Linked DNA regions of Sus scrofa: region 1 is linked to region 2. A link is a contact called in public promoter capture Hi-C data. All regions are on one chromosome and are shown on one strand. Each heading gives the region's core, a stretch centred on a gene start, on an enhancer-like site or on the middle of the called end of the contact. The rest is flanking DNA. Distances are from core to core; before and after follow the strand shown. Region 1 holds the start of PROS1 (vitamin K-dependent protein S). Region 2 holds the start of NSUN3 (tRNA (cytosine(34)-C(5))-methyltransferase, mitochondrial).

Evidence for each region. Promoter capture Hi-C pulls out the DNA fragments that hold promoters and counts their contacts.
Region 1: a promoter capture Hi-C map of fetal liver shows a contact between it and region 2, with 2.2 times the contacts expected there. The contact joins the promoter of PROS1 here to the promoter of NSUN3 in region 2. A contact is called at or near these places in 2 of 5 promoter capture datasets (fetal liver and liver), 2 of 47 Hi-C or Micro-C datasets (heart right ventricle and liver) and 2 of 2 datasets of contacts at active chromatin or transcription factors (alveolar macrophages and skeletal muscle).

The regions. Positions count from the first base shown.
Region 1 is chr13:165,913,098-165,919,331 of Sscrofa11.1, reverse strand. PROS1 (vitamin K-dependent protein S) reads right to left here and starts at 4,034. Exons shown (of 15, transcript XM_021070736.1): 1 at 3,832-4,034. The coding sequence starts at 3,907.
Region 2 is chr13:165,819,162-165,825,084 of Sscrofa11.1, reverse strand. NSUN3 (tRNA (cytosine(34)-C(5))-methyltransferase, mitochondrial) reads left to right here and starts at 1,903. Exons shown (of 6, transcript XM_003358877.5): 1 at 1,903-2,036; 2 at 2,907-3,016. The coding sequence starts at 2,025. LOC102166963 (a long non-coding RNA gene) reads right to left here and starts at 1,751. Exons shown (of 2, transcript XR_307201.3): 1 at 1,563-1,751.

The DNA of each region.
Region 1 (6,234 bases), core at 2,785-5,284, 92 kb before region 2:
GAATCTCTCATTTTTGAGGCATATTCCCTTTTTAATCTTTTTACGATATGAGCCCCAAAGCTGCCAAATGTAGGAGGGAACCAGAATAAGAGAATGCCCTCTAGCTAGTTCAAAGTTCATTTCAAGCAGTCTTTCCTGTAGCTGAGCCAATTCATCAGATCCAATCAGGCTCAAATAGTCCATAGAATGCCAGGGTACTCTTGAGAGACTGTAGCAAGTCCCAGAAGAACTTCAGTAGAGACGTCTATGAATTGGGACAAAGTCACATTTCTTTTTTCCCTTTGAAACTATTTTCCCTTTGAGAAACTTGTTCCTGGTGCCCTTTTGGACTTCTGTGGTATAAAGATCTGACACAGGAGACTCTGTGATTTGAACAGCTCATCATGAATGAGATGCTACGTTTCTCATCTAGCCATAAATTTAGTTATGACAGGAGTTCAGTTGTGGAATATTCAAATGATATGAATGGGATGAGCTTAAGCACTGCTAAGTGGCCTATGCAGATTGCTCACTCTCCTGACTTCTTTCCCTCCCTCCAGCTCCCTTTATGCACTCATAAAGAAAAGCCCATGATCAAGAATGAAAATGAAAAGATGCTTTGGTGTGATGTACCACCGTGAGCCAGAGGTAGACCTGCTATAAATCTAAAGGCAGAAATGGACTAACAAACACAGCATCTCTCAAGGGTGATGCTGAAGAGCATAGGAGAAACAAACTCTTAAGATGGGCAGACAGATAAACCTTATTTTTCACATTGTTTAGAATGAGAAATTATCTGATATCAGGATCTCAATGGTTACAAATGGTCTGTCCATTTGTTTAGAGATCTGTAAAGAGTTAGATCTAAGGCTTAGAAACAAGGAATTTTGGGCAAGAATTGCCTCAGAGCTGAGAATATTTGTGTTCCAAGCTAATTTCACAGGATAGTCCCATACCAGAGAGGTTCCTAATTATAAGAGAGGACAGAATGGCCCACTTAATGACTGTCAGCTGTGTTTCTTTTCAAGTAATCTAGTGCAAGGGCCATAAACTCAAAAATCTACACGTGTCAAACAGGTACCATAAACAAGGGAAGAGAATTTGCTGATAGAAAATGAGGGATCCTTGGATTTATGGCAAACTGGAGAGAGTATATTCTAGCTAAAGAAGGTAGCCATGAATCAGCTCTAGCTGAATCTTGCTATGTTGGAATGTGGGCCCCAGTATTACAAGATCTTCTTTTGTTTTTCAAAAGAGGTCATGAGGAGTTTCTGTTGTCGCTCTGCAGTTAATAAACCTGACTAGAATCCATGAGGATGCAGGTTCAATCCCTGGCCTCACTCAGTGGGTTAAGAATCCCAAGTTGCCATGAGCTGTGGTGTAGACCACAGATGCAGCTCGGATCTTGCATTGCTGTGGCTGTGGTATAGGTGGTATAGGTCGGCAGCTGCAGCTCCAATTTGACCCCTCGCCTAGGAACTTCCATATGCTGCAAGTGCAGTCCTTAAAACTAAAAAGTAAAAAAAAAAAAAAAAAAAAAAAAAAGTCATGAAACCAAAACTTTAGATGAAATTTTCTGATTTTTAAATCACCATGAGAACCAACACACAAGTCTGTGGGTACATATGGACTTCAGGCTGTGGCTTTGTGTTACTTGGTCTAGTATCTATTCAATACTCATAAAATAGCAGTCATGTATTATGGCAAGGATGCAGGCTACATGTAGACTCAACTACACAACTTTCCCTCACAGAGACCACTGCACACTTGCTACTAAGAAAAAAAGCAAAACACCAAATTTATTAACAGAACTTCCATTCATTCAACTGTTGGAGGTTGGACAGACTACAAAATCCAACCAGTTACCTGGTGAATGGCTGACTACTTAGGGCACTTTTTTCATGAAAGAGCAGCGATTTGTACTTATAGGTTAGAGATATTTAATAAGGAAATAAATCAATGGGGTGATTATCATGGTTTTCATTGGTCTCTGTATTATGATACCTGGAAAGAGCTAGCCTTATGAAATTCCGAACTAATTATTCAGGGCTCAGGTATGGCCTTTTGAGACACACTATCTTTGAAAATGTGATTTTTTTGAAAAAGTGCTACATGCTCTGAATTATCTTATATGGTGCTCTTTTTCCTAAAACCAAAATGCATAGGTCAGGAATGAAGGCAGAAAAGGAAGAAGTACTTGTTATGATTTTATAGTGACTGACTTTTTAATTCAATTAAACTACAATATCTTTAAAAATAAAGGCCTTATAGGGCCAACTATTCTTTTTTTTTTTTGGCCACGCCTATGGCATGTGGAAGGTCTTGGGCCAGGGATTAAAACTGGTGCCAGATCTTTAACTGGTTGCACCAGAGAACTCTAGCCACAACTTTTCTTTATATGATGTATTTGTAGAATTAATTTAGCCACTGTATCAGTGTTTGTTTACCAGTATACATGACAAGTATATTTCTCCATCTACATGGTTTGATTATCTGTGTATAATATACATACACACATTTTTAACTCTGCCTAGGTTCAGTGAAAATGTAACAATATCTACAAAAAGAAAGGGTTTAGCAAACTCCTGTGATGACAAGCAGTAAGTGTGGCAAGCCATTTTTGCCTTTTTCTCCTCTCCAAAACACTGGTTATCAGACAAATACTTAATTGTCCTAATGAACTACATAGATAATGAGTTAGTGTATGTGCTTAATGATATAGGTTTGAATGTTGAAGTTCTGCTATTGTAGGTCTTTACTAATAAAGATCAACATATAGGCTTAATGACAGAGGTTTGAATGTTGAACTTCTGCTATTGTAGGTCTTTATTAAAAGATCAACAAATGTTTTAGCCTTTAAATTAGAATTTTAAAATACTTCATTCATCCTGATCTGTAACTAGTAAAAACCAGTGGGATATTAGTAAATACCTATTTAATTGCCCTGAAATTATCATCTTTGAAAAGCTTACATCGGAGCTTTAAGCAACTTAAAAGTTATGGTTTAATTCGGAGTTTATCTCTCCCATGCCATTTCCTGAGAATAAAACATAACACAAGTTAGCATTTTTGAACACTGAACAGGCTTAAACTTTAGAGAACAAACTGACAACTAAGATGTGCTAAATGCCTTAATATCCCTATGTATTTTTTAGAGACCTGTCTTGAATCCAGGCATGGGAACATAAAGAATAGGAAACACAAAGATAAAGTTCAAAGAACTCATGCAAAGACCTCAGCAGTAGCACTCGGTGTCAAAAATCCCCAGTACAAAATGATCTAAGAACTACAATATTTAACAATCCTTTTGATTTCAAGGTTAAAATATGACATCTCCCTACTGCTCTGCAAACCCGCAGTCATCTCAAAACAATTAGTTTGTCAATGCTGAGATAAGCAAACCAAGCTCAAAGTTCAGAAATTGCAATAGGGAGGTAGGTTGCAGCAGGGGGTGCTGGTTGAGGACAGGAGCTTGTGCAAAGGGAAGACAGAGTGCGTTAGCTTTTCCTCCCGCGTTTTATACTATAACGCGCCCATCTTTCTCCTCTGAGAACTTCAGCTGTTTGTGGCAAATGAGTAGGCGTCCTAATTCTTTCATTGATATTTAGTGTCACTCTAGTTCTAGAATCTGTCCTGTAGGCAACCCCTGATTCCCAGAGCAGGGTAAATATCAACTCTGTCCCACCATTACACTGCCCACTAGATCCACGGCTGATGGAAGCAGCCGAGTGATTGCTGGACTTACTGGCAACTTTCTAGGAGGCTGAAGCCCTGGAAAAGAAAATCCTCCCTACAGGGCTCGTTCAGTTGGCACAACTGAGGAAAGAAGAAAAGACCCTATTGATTACTCACAGTTCGCCTCCAAGACGGGAAGCGCTAGGGCGAGGCACGCCAGCAGCGCCCCGCAGCGCCCACCCAGGACCCTCATGGCGAAGCGGGCGGAGGCGCGGGCGGCAACAGTGGCGGGTCTCTGTGGGGACCCTTGCGGTCGGCGCGCCCGGTAGCTGCGACCCGGGCGCCGCTCTCTGAAGACTGCGGCGCAGCGGCGCCTGCGAGCTTACGAGCCCGCGGAGCTGCCGAGCCGAGGGCGGAGGGGACCGCCCGCTCCCAGCTCCCAGCTCCCAGCTCCCAGCTCCCAGCCCCCAGCCCGACGTGGGAAGTGATAACAAGGACTTTTCCAGGAAGCTTTTCTTTTCAGAGCTGGGGGCAGGGCTCAGGGAGAGTGCTGGAGGCCTAGTAAACACTGTCCAGACAGACGTCCTTCCTCGCTCGCCCTTTCCCAGACTCCAGCGTTTGTGGTTTGACAAGGGGAAGGAGAAGCAAACGCAGTAAAAACAAAACAAAACAAAAAAAACCTCCAGTGAGCTGGAGTGGAAGGCTGAGCGGCCAAGAAAACTTTGAGGACTCAAGAGTTAGGAGTACCCCCGGCTTAGAAGGAAAAATCAGGAGAGACTGAGGTTGGTCATGAGGATGTTAACCTAAACCTAGAGAACTCTAGGAACGCTACAGAACACAGAAGTAATAGAAGCAAATATGATAGTTTTGATCACCCACATTTTTGTTTTGTTCTTGTATTTATAGTGTTAAAAAAAAAACTATAGCAAAAACATGTTTTGGGGGAAAAGAGAATGTATCAAATTCTATAAACTTGCAACAGTTCGTGTTTTTGTTGTTTACGCATAACCTCTCCTTTCTGTTTAGACATGCACGTGTGAAATGTTACTTAATGTTGAAGTCCGCTGTTGGCGCGAAACTACCTGGATTCAAATGGCAATGCTCTGCCACTCACTAGTTGTATTATCTGTAAATAAATGGCGGTAATAGTAGGTTTTTTCACAATGTTAATGTAAGAATTTAAAGAGTTAACATGTGAAGCAATAAGTGTGTTAAGTAGTAGTACATACTTAAGGCACACTTACTATTATCACTTGCAGTATTTCTCTGCAAATGAACATATCAATTGATTTATTTTGTCTATGAGTCAAAGTCAATAGGCTGATCATCTTTCAAGGGTGTAATCCTGCTCTGGCTTTCTGTAGTTCTGTGATCCAGCTGGATGGAGGATGATATTAGAATCACTTTTCTGGTAAGAACATTTGCAAAGGAATTGCTGAATATATCCATATACTTCCCTCTTTTATTTTTTTTAAATTAATTTATTTACTTTGTCTTTTTGCCATTTCTAGGGCTGCTTCCTCGGCATATGGAGGTTTCTAGGCGAGGGGTCTAATCAGAGCTGTAGCCGCGGGCCTACGCCAGAGCCAGAGCAACGCTGGATCCCCAGCCATGTCTGCTGCTTACACCACAGCTCACAGCAACGTCGGATCCCTAACACACTGAGCAAGGCCAGGGATCGAACCCACAACCTCATGGTTCCTAATCGGATTCTTTAACCACTGAGCCAGAATGGGAACTCCTTCCCTCTTTTAAATTATCTTCCTTCTTGCTGTGTCTGAGTCTACCATGTCAGTCTATTCACCACTTTATTCCCAGCCCCAAGTGATTTAATTATAAATGTAATTCTAATCTCTGTAGATTTGTGTGGTATGCTAGCAATCAGAGCATAAAACAAAATGCCCTTTAAGTATCATATTTAATTACTGAATATTTAAATACATTTAAGCCACAAGACTTTCCTCATCTTGTGAGGAGGAAATAAGAGTAGATTATCAATCTTCAGATCTCAAGATTTCAGGAGGAGGGAAAACATCCAAAATCATGAACCAACAATGTTCATAACAAATCATCTCCAATACAGACATTGAAAAAATATAGAGAGCATGAAGAGGGAAATATTAAGAGAAATGCAAGGTACCTAAAAGAAAAATCTTACTCTTTCAATGACTCCAACTGAAAATAAATAAAATTTTAAGACCACAAGTATACAGTAGTTGTCAATGCAGAAAAATTGTGTGTCCTACATATATTATAATGTCAAACTATGAAAAATAATTTACACTAAAATATTTTAAAATAAAATGCAGAGAAATTGTGTGTCCTACATATATTGTAATGTCAAACTATGAAAAATAATTTACACTGAAATATTTTAAAATAGAATTTAATAATTATATTTGGATAAAATTTTCAGTTTTTTAATTATCACACAAGTTTGCTCTGTGAAGATGACTCTGCCTTCAGCTCAATATTGATTAACATTTGGTCAGTTTTACTTTGCCAAAATTTGGTCAGTTTTATTTTGCCAAAATTTCTTTTCATTATGCTTCTAAACATGAAATTAAATCTTATCCAGAG
Region 2 (5,923 bases), core at 654-3,153:
ATAAAAATTTAAAATATCTTCATGTTTAAAATCAAACTGATGTAAGAAAAATTGACAAAGTACTTGAAAATGTGACATGGTTAACATCTCTAATATAAACAAAAATTGCACAAAAAATAGCACTAAGACAGGTCTAGAAAAGTGGATATGATTAGGTAATTTACAAAAGAAATATAATAACTAGTAAGATTTGGAAAACCTACCCAGACTAAGGACATAATTAAAAATTATATTATCAGACACGCAAAGATTCATGTGCAAAAATGTCTATCGATAATAAGATAGCTAGTAAGTGTGATAACCTCCAAACCTCCAAATACCAAGCAAGTTCTAGAAATGATGTATTATATATGAATATTTTTTAATATAAGAAAATGGTTATAAATAGAGGATACATTATACATACTTTGATCAACCTTGAAAATGAATAAAATTAGAGAAATACACCGAAACATTAATAGTGGTTATTTCTAGTGGTATTGTGCATGATTTTCATGCCCATATGCTTAAAATATTTTTCTTCAATAAGCATTAGTTTATTAAAAAATTAGAAAACAGGAATATGCTAAAGAAGTCACAATACAACAAAACTAATATAACCTCTCTCCAAGCATAACATATCCCCTTTCCTGTGGAAAAATAGTATATCTGACTTCTACTACCTCCTTAAACATTTTTGTATGTCTACATTGCAAATATATTGATTCTTTAAATGCAACAATCTATAATGAGTACAGAAAATATAAATTTATAAAATCTCTTAGAGGCTGAAAGTTAATAATTTTTCTTTAAACATACAACAAACTAATGCATTTAATCACCTCACTTCTTAATATTATATTTTCTTTTGCATCAAATCTAAATTCAGTAGTAGATAACTGGGGAACTTGTTTAAATAAATATATTAAACTTCGAGTCACATTAGGGGTAATGACGTTTATCATTTTACTTGGTCTTAAGATTTGCACCTGTGTTATACACCGATACTGATATTTTTAGCATCGAGGGCCTCAAAAAGATGATGCTTACTTCGTATTAGGTATTCTACTAAGCACTGATTTTCTGATAAATTGCTGACTACTGTTACAAGGGAGCAACTAAAGAATAACACTAAAGGAGCAAATAAATTGCTATTCCTATCAAGAATGGGTGTAATACTTTCCTGAGAACTAGTAACACTTCTCTCAGTAGAGGTGGTGAGGAGGGTCATTTTGTAGGGTTTAGAGTGTAAGGAAGGACACTTTGGTGGTTAGGTATTTCGTATCAGAACTTGATGATAATCACGAAGATCAAGAAAGTGAAAATAATACACAATAACAGCTAACATTTTGGCGTTTACTGTTTTCTAGTCTCTGTGCTAAGCGCTTTACCTGTGTATTTCAATCAACTTAATCCTTTAACGCTCCCCATTAAAACAGATTATGGCACAACATTTTAAATCAACTACAGTTTAATTTTTAAAAAATTAATGAAAAAGAGAGATTATGCCAATGGGCCAATTCTAGGAAATGAGTAACAATTTTTTTTATCATATCCGTTCTTTTATCTTGAGTTATGAATACCTGTGCTAACAAAGGTCTTCGGATTTGATAGATTAGCTCTGGAACTAGCCTCTGAGAACATCTTAAAACAATGATCACACAAAAAACCTAAGTGACGAAGACTTCCATTCTTTCACTGAGCACATCAGCAGAGGGCTGTGAGCGACGTTTAGCGTGAGGCGTGACTTTCTGACAACCCAAGACTCCGCCCACGGGCTCAAGCTCGCCGCAGGGAGTAGGTAGGCACCGCCGCTTCCTTTGGAGGCAGCAATAACTTTTCGTTTGCCTCTCGCGGGACCTAGATCTTTTGGCGAGATTTCGATGACTCGGGCAAAGCAGTATCTCGCGAGAAGTTAAACCGGAAAAGTGAGGGATGAAAGAGAATTCCGGAGAAGTTCGGAAGACACGCTGTGTTTTAGGTGCCGCGCAGGCTTTACAGGCTGGGCGGTATTGACTTCTTATTTGACCTTTCCTGACGGGGTGATGTTGACCCGGGTGAGGACTGGGACCCAGCCGAGTGCCTTTGACTCAACGAGACACTTCGCCGGCAGACGACGTGGCGAGGGAGGGAGCTGGGTTTGGGGCGGGGGGGAACCTTGTGACCTCTGAGTTTCTCTAGCTGTAATGTAAAGCCTTAGAATAGTTCTGAGTGTTTGGACGCGTGCCCGCGGGCCTTTTCGTTTTCTCCCAAGACTCACCTCCACTTCAAATAACATGTTCGCAGTCCAGCCTGCAAAACTTAATATCCACCTCCTTCAGCTTTGAGCAGAATGCATGCTCTTGGAGGGCTGAGACAGCCTTTGTCATTGCTCTTTCCTGGGAGCTTAGGAGGATGTCTGCTATATTATCCATCGATAAACTTTTCTTGGATTAGAAAATGAAATAGAATTGCAAAGAAGTTTCCACAGGAGACTAGAATGAATATTCTCAATAAAATTTGTTTTAGAATAATTTTACATTTACAAAAAATTGCAAAGATAATGCAGGCCTCCCATATACTTTTCACCCAATTTCCCCAAATGTTAGCAGTTGGAGTGGCTTATTTAAATTAAATTTGTTCTTTTGATATTTCTGTGTTAACATTCTGATTTAATTTTTGCTTTACATTTGCACAGTAATTATTGGGAGAAACCTTTTTTTCCTAAGTAGAGTATCATAATTCAGTTTTTAAACAGGTTTTATTGAAATGTAATTGATTAGAGTATCACAATACTATTTTGTTACATGTGAGCTACAGCTCCTGTTGTAAGAACTGGTAGTTATCAGGAAAAAAGTGTTATCTTAAGTAAAAAGACTGTGCTAATATTGAAGTTCAGTAAATTTGTGTTATCAGAGTGTGTCAGCAACCTTTTCTTATCATCATAGCTGAAAGCAAAATCAGAGAGGAAGCTTGCAAAACAGATTTGCAAAGTTGTTTTGGATCATTTTGAAAAGCAATATTCCAGAGAACTTGGAGATGCCTGGAATACAGTAAGGTTAGTACTATTCATCTCTTGACTCTTTATGTTAGAACAAGAAATAAACCCTGCTTGGGGAGGGATACTGTGAAGATAAAAGATGAAGGATCTAAACCTGGCTGCCACTTCCTGCTGAGAGGTCAGAAGGGAAGAAGGATGAAGAAATAGATTGAATCATAGGATGATAGAAAGGGGAGAAGAGAAGCCTTGAAGTGATAGTAAGCAAAGATTTGTTAGGACCTTGTCTTGAGTAATTGCTTTGATCTTTGAAACAGGGCTCCCCACCAGTTTGACAAAGTTAATTATATTGTAACAGAAAAATCTTAAAACTTTTGAGGATATACGACTAGTTTCTGAAATTCAGAAGGTAATGAAACACATCTTTAAAGCCAACACTGCCTATCTTAGCTAAACTCAGTTTATTTGGTAATCATGTTTCTTCCTTGTCTTTAGCTGGCTATGTTTTGAACATAATGCTTGTGCATACACACACACACACATGCACACACACAAATTATTTAAATGTATTATAGGAAGCAGAAAAAAAAATTTAATTCATAGATGTGAGGGAAGTGCAATTTGTATGTTTAGTGAGTTTTGTGTTTGGCCAGTATTTTACTCTGTGGGTTCTTTACACTGAGTGACTGCTACAGTATACTATACCCATTGAACTACAGAGAGCAAAACAGTCCCCCATGCTCGGTTTTCTGATAGTCTGGTGTTCATGGGAGAGGAGATTCATGGTTAAAACTATATGAACTGTTAATTCCATAAATATCCTGATAAAAATAGGCATACATAGTCTTATCTAACAAAGCCTGATGGTCCCAGCAATGACCTGAAGAGAAGCTGTGTCTCGGTGACTTAATAAGGCATGAAGTAGTTCTGAGATAATCCTAGACAAATTAAGCTGTTTTAGAAACTTAAAAATACTGCAATATGAAATTGTAGTTTATAGTTGTAGTTTTGTTGCAAAACTAGGTTTCTTGTCTCACAGAGAAGAAAGAGTAACAAATTGTGATGTGTAATTAATTCATGAGGTTTTCAGTATGTAAAGGTACTCAAACACATTAGGCAAATAATCAAGCACCTTCTGCATGCTTATTACATGCCAGTCAATACTGACTTTGTGTGATTCTCGGAACAAACCCGTGAGCCTTGTTTCCCACTTTTCATTTGAGGAAACTACACAGAGTTTAAGTAACTTGCCCAAGTTCACTCAGCTAGTAAGCGGCAGAGCTGGGATTTGTGCCCAGGCTCTCTGGTTCATGAACTCCCGCTGCTCACCCCTATTCTATGTGCCTCTCATACCTGGGATGTAATTAGGCATATACGGATGATTAAAAAAAAAAAAGTTTGCAAGAAGTGTATTGTCCTCAGACTTTATACCTATGAGTTATTTTTCCATTTAATGTGCTCAGACAGATTTATAAATTATTATTTGACCCTAACTGAAATGAGCAGTGAACCTCAAATCCATTTGATTAGGTGTGCCTTCTGCTTCATCTACCTTTTTGTTGGGTTTTCATGGTAATTTAAGTTTTGCATAAACATGTGCTAAATTTGCCATAGGCAAAATAAAGGCTTTCTCTACTTAGAAATCTGAGCAGGTAGGATGGCATGGGGAAATAAGAACAGAAACATTTTTGGTTTTTAACTATTTATTTGCAAGACATAACATGCTAGCAGAGTCTGTGTACTTCCAGGGGAAGGCAAGTGCATTTTTGTGCTATCTAGAAAGCTAATAATTTACTCAAAATTTTTAGTTTCCTCTAGTGGAAAGATTTGGTGTTTAATTTTGTTTGTAAAAACCCTTCTTGCTGTCATCCTCTGAGCAGCCCTTTGAAGTTCTTTATCCTGGTACAATTTTTACCCTACATGTTGCGTATATGTTCTGCCTCAGGTGAGCCCATTCAGAGCAAGACTCCAAACTTCCCTCAATATGCTGTCATGTCAAGTGGTGCCATTCTTCCTAAGTTTCAGTCCCATATTTCTAAGTGTATTCTGGTAACTTTATTTAGTTATTTACCAGGCCAACTTAAAAGCATGTTATTATTTTTCCTTCCCAAACCTATGTTGCCATTTGCTGCTTGCATATTCCGTCTCAGATGACAGCATCACCATCAATCCAGTTCCCTTTTTCCACCTTCAAACTTTCACTGCTGTTGTAGTAGAGTGAACCTTATTCAAAATAGCTCTGATATTTGCCCTCAGCTCCTTGGAGGTGATCCCTGAACCCTGAGAATGCCCTACCTAAGAGTCTTTGTTTACCTGGGGGCTTAGGTAATAGCAAGGTCTAACAATGTGATTTTTGTCGGTGGCTCTGGGCCCCTGTATTAGCCAGGCCTCCTGCCTCCAACTTCCTGAGGGACTGGAGACTAAAGATCAGCTGGGTGGATAGTCATTTATGTTTGTGTGACTGAGCCACAACAAAAACCAGAGCCATGACTCCCTGTTTTGCAGTACTCCCATGTGGATTGTCACACATTGTTGCAGGGAAAAGTTATCCTGTCAATGATTCTACTGAAGAGGACAACTAGAAGCGTCATGCTTTGATTTTGCTGCACTCTATATCATGCTTCTCTTTCCTTGACTGATTTTTTTTTTTTTCTTTTTTTGCTACCCCATGGCATATGGACTTCCTGGGCTAGGGATCAGATCCAAGCCGCAGTTGCAGCAATGCTGGATCCTTTAACTCACTGTGCCAGGCTGGAGATCAAACCTGCGTCCTTGGACTGCAGACATGCTGTGGCTCCTGTCGTACCACAGCGGGAACTTCTCTTTCCTTGACTGATTTTAACCTGTATCTTTTTGGTGTAATAAATGGTAATAGTGAATCCTGTGTGTCTTTTTAGCTAATAATCAAACCTGAGAGTGGTCTCATGGAACTGAACTTTTAGTTGGTATCAGAAGTAAGAGTGGTCT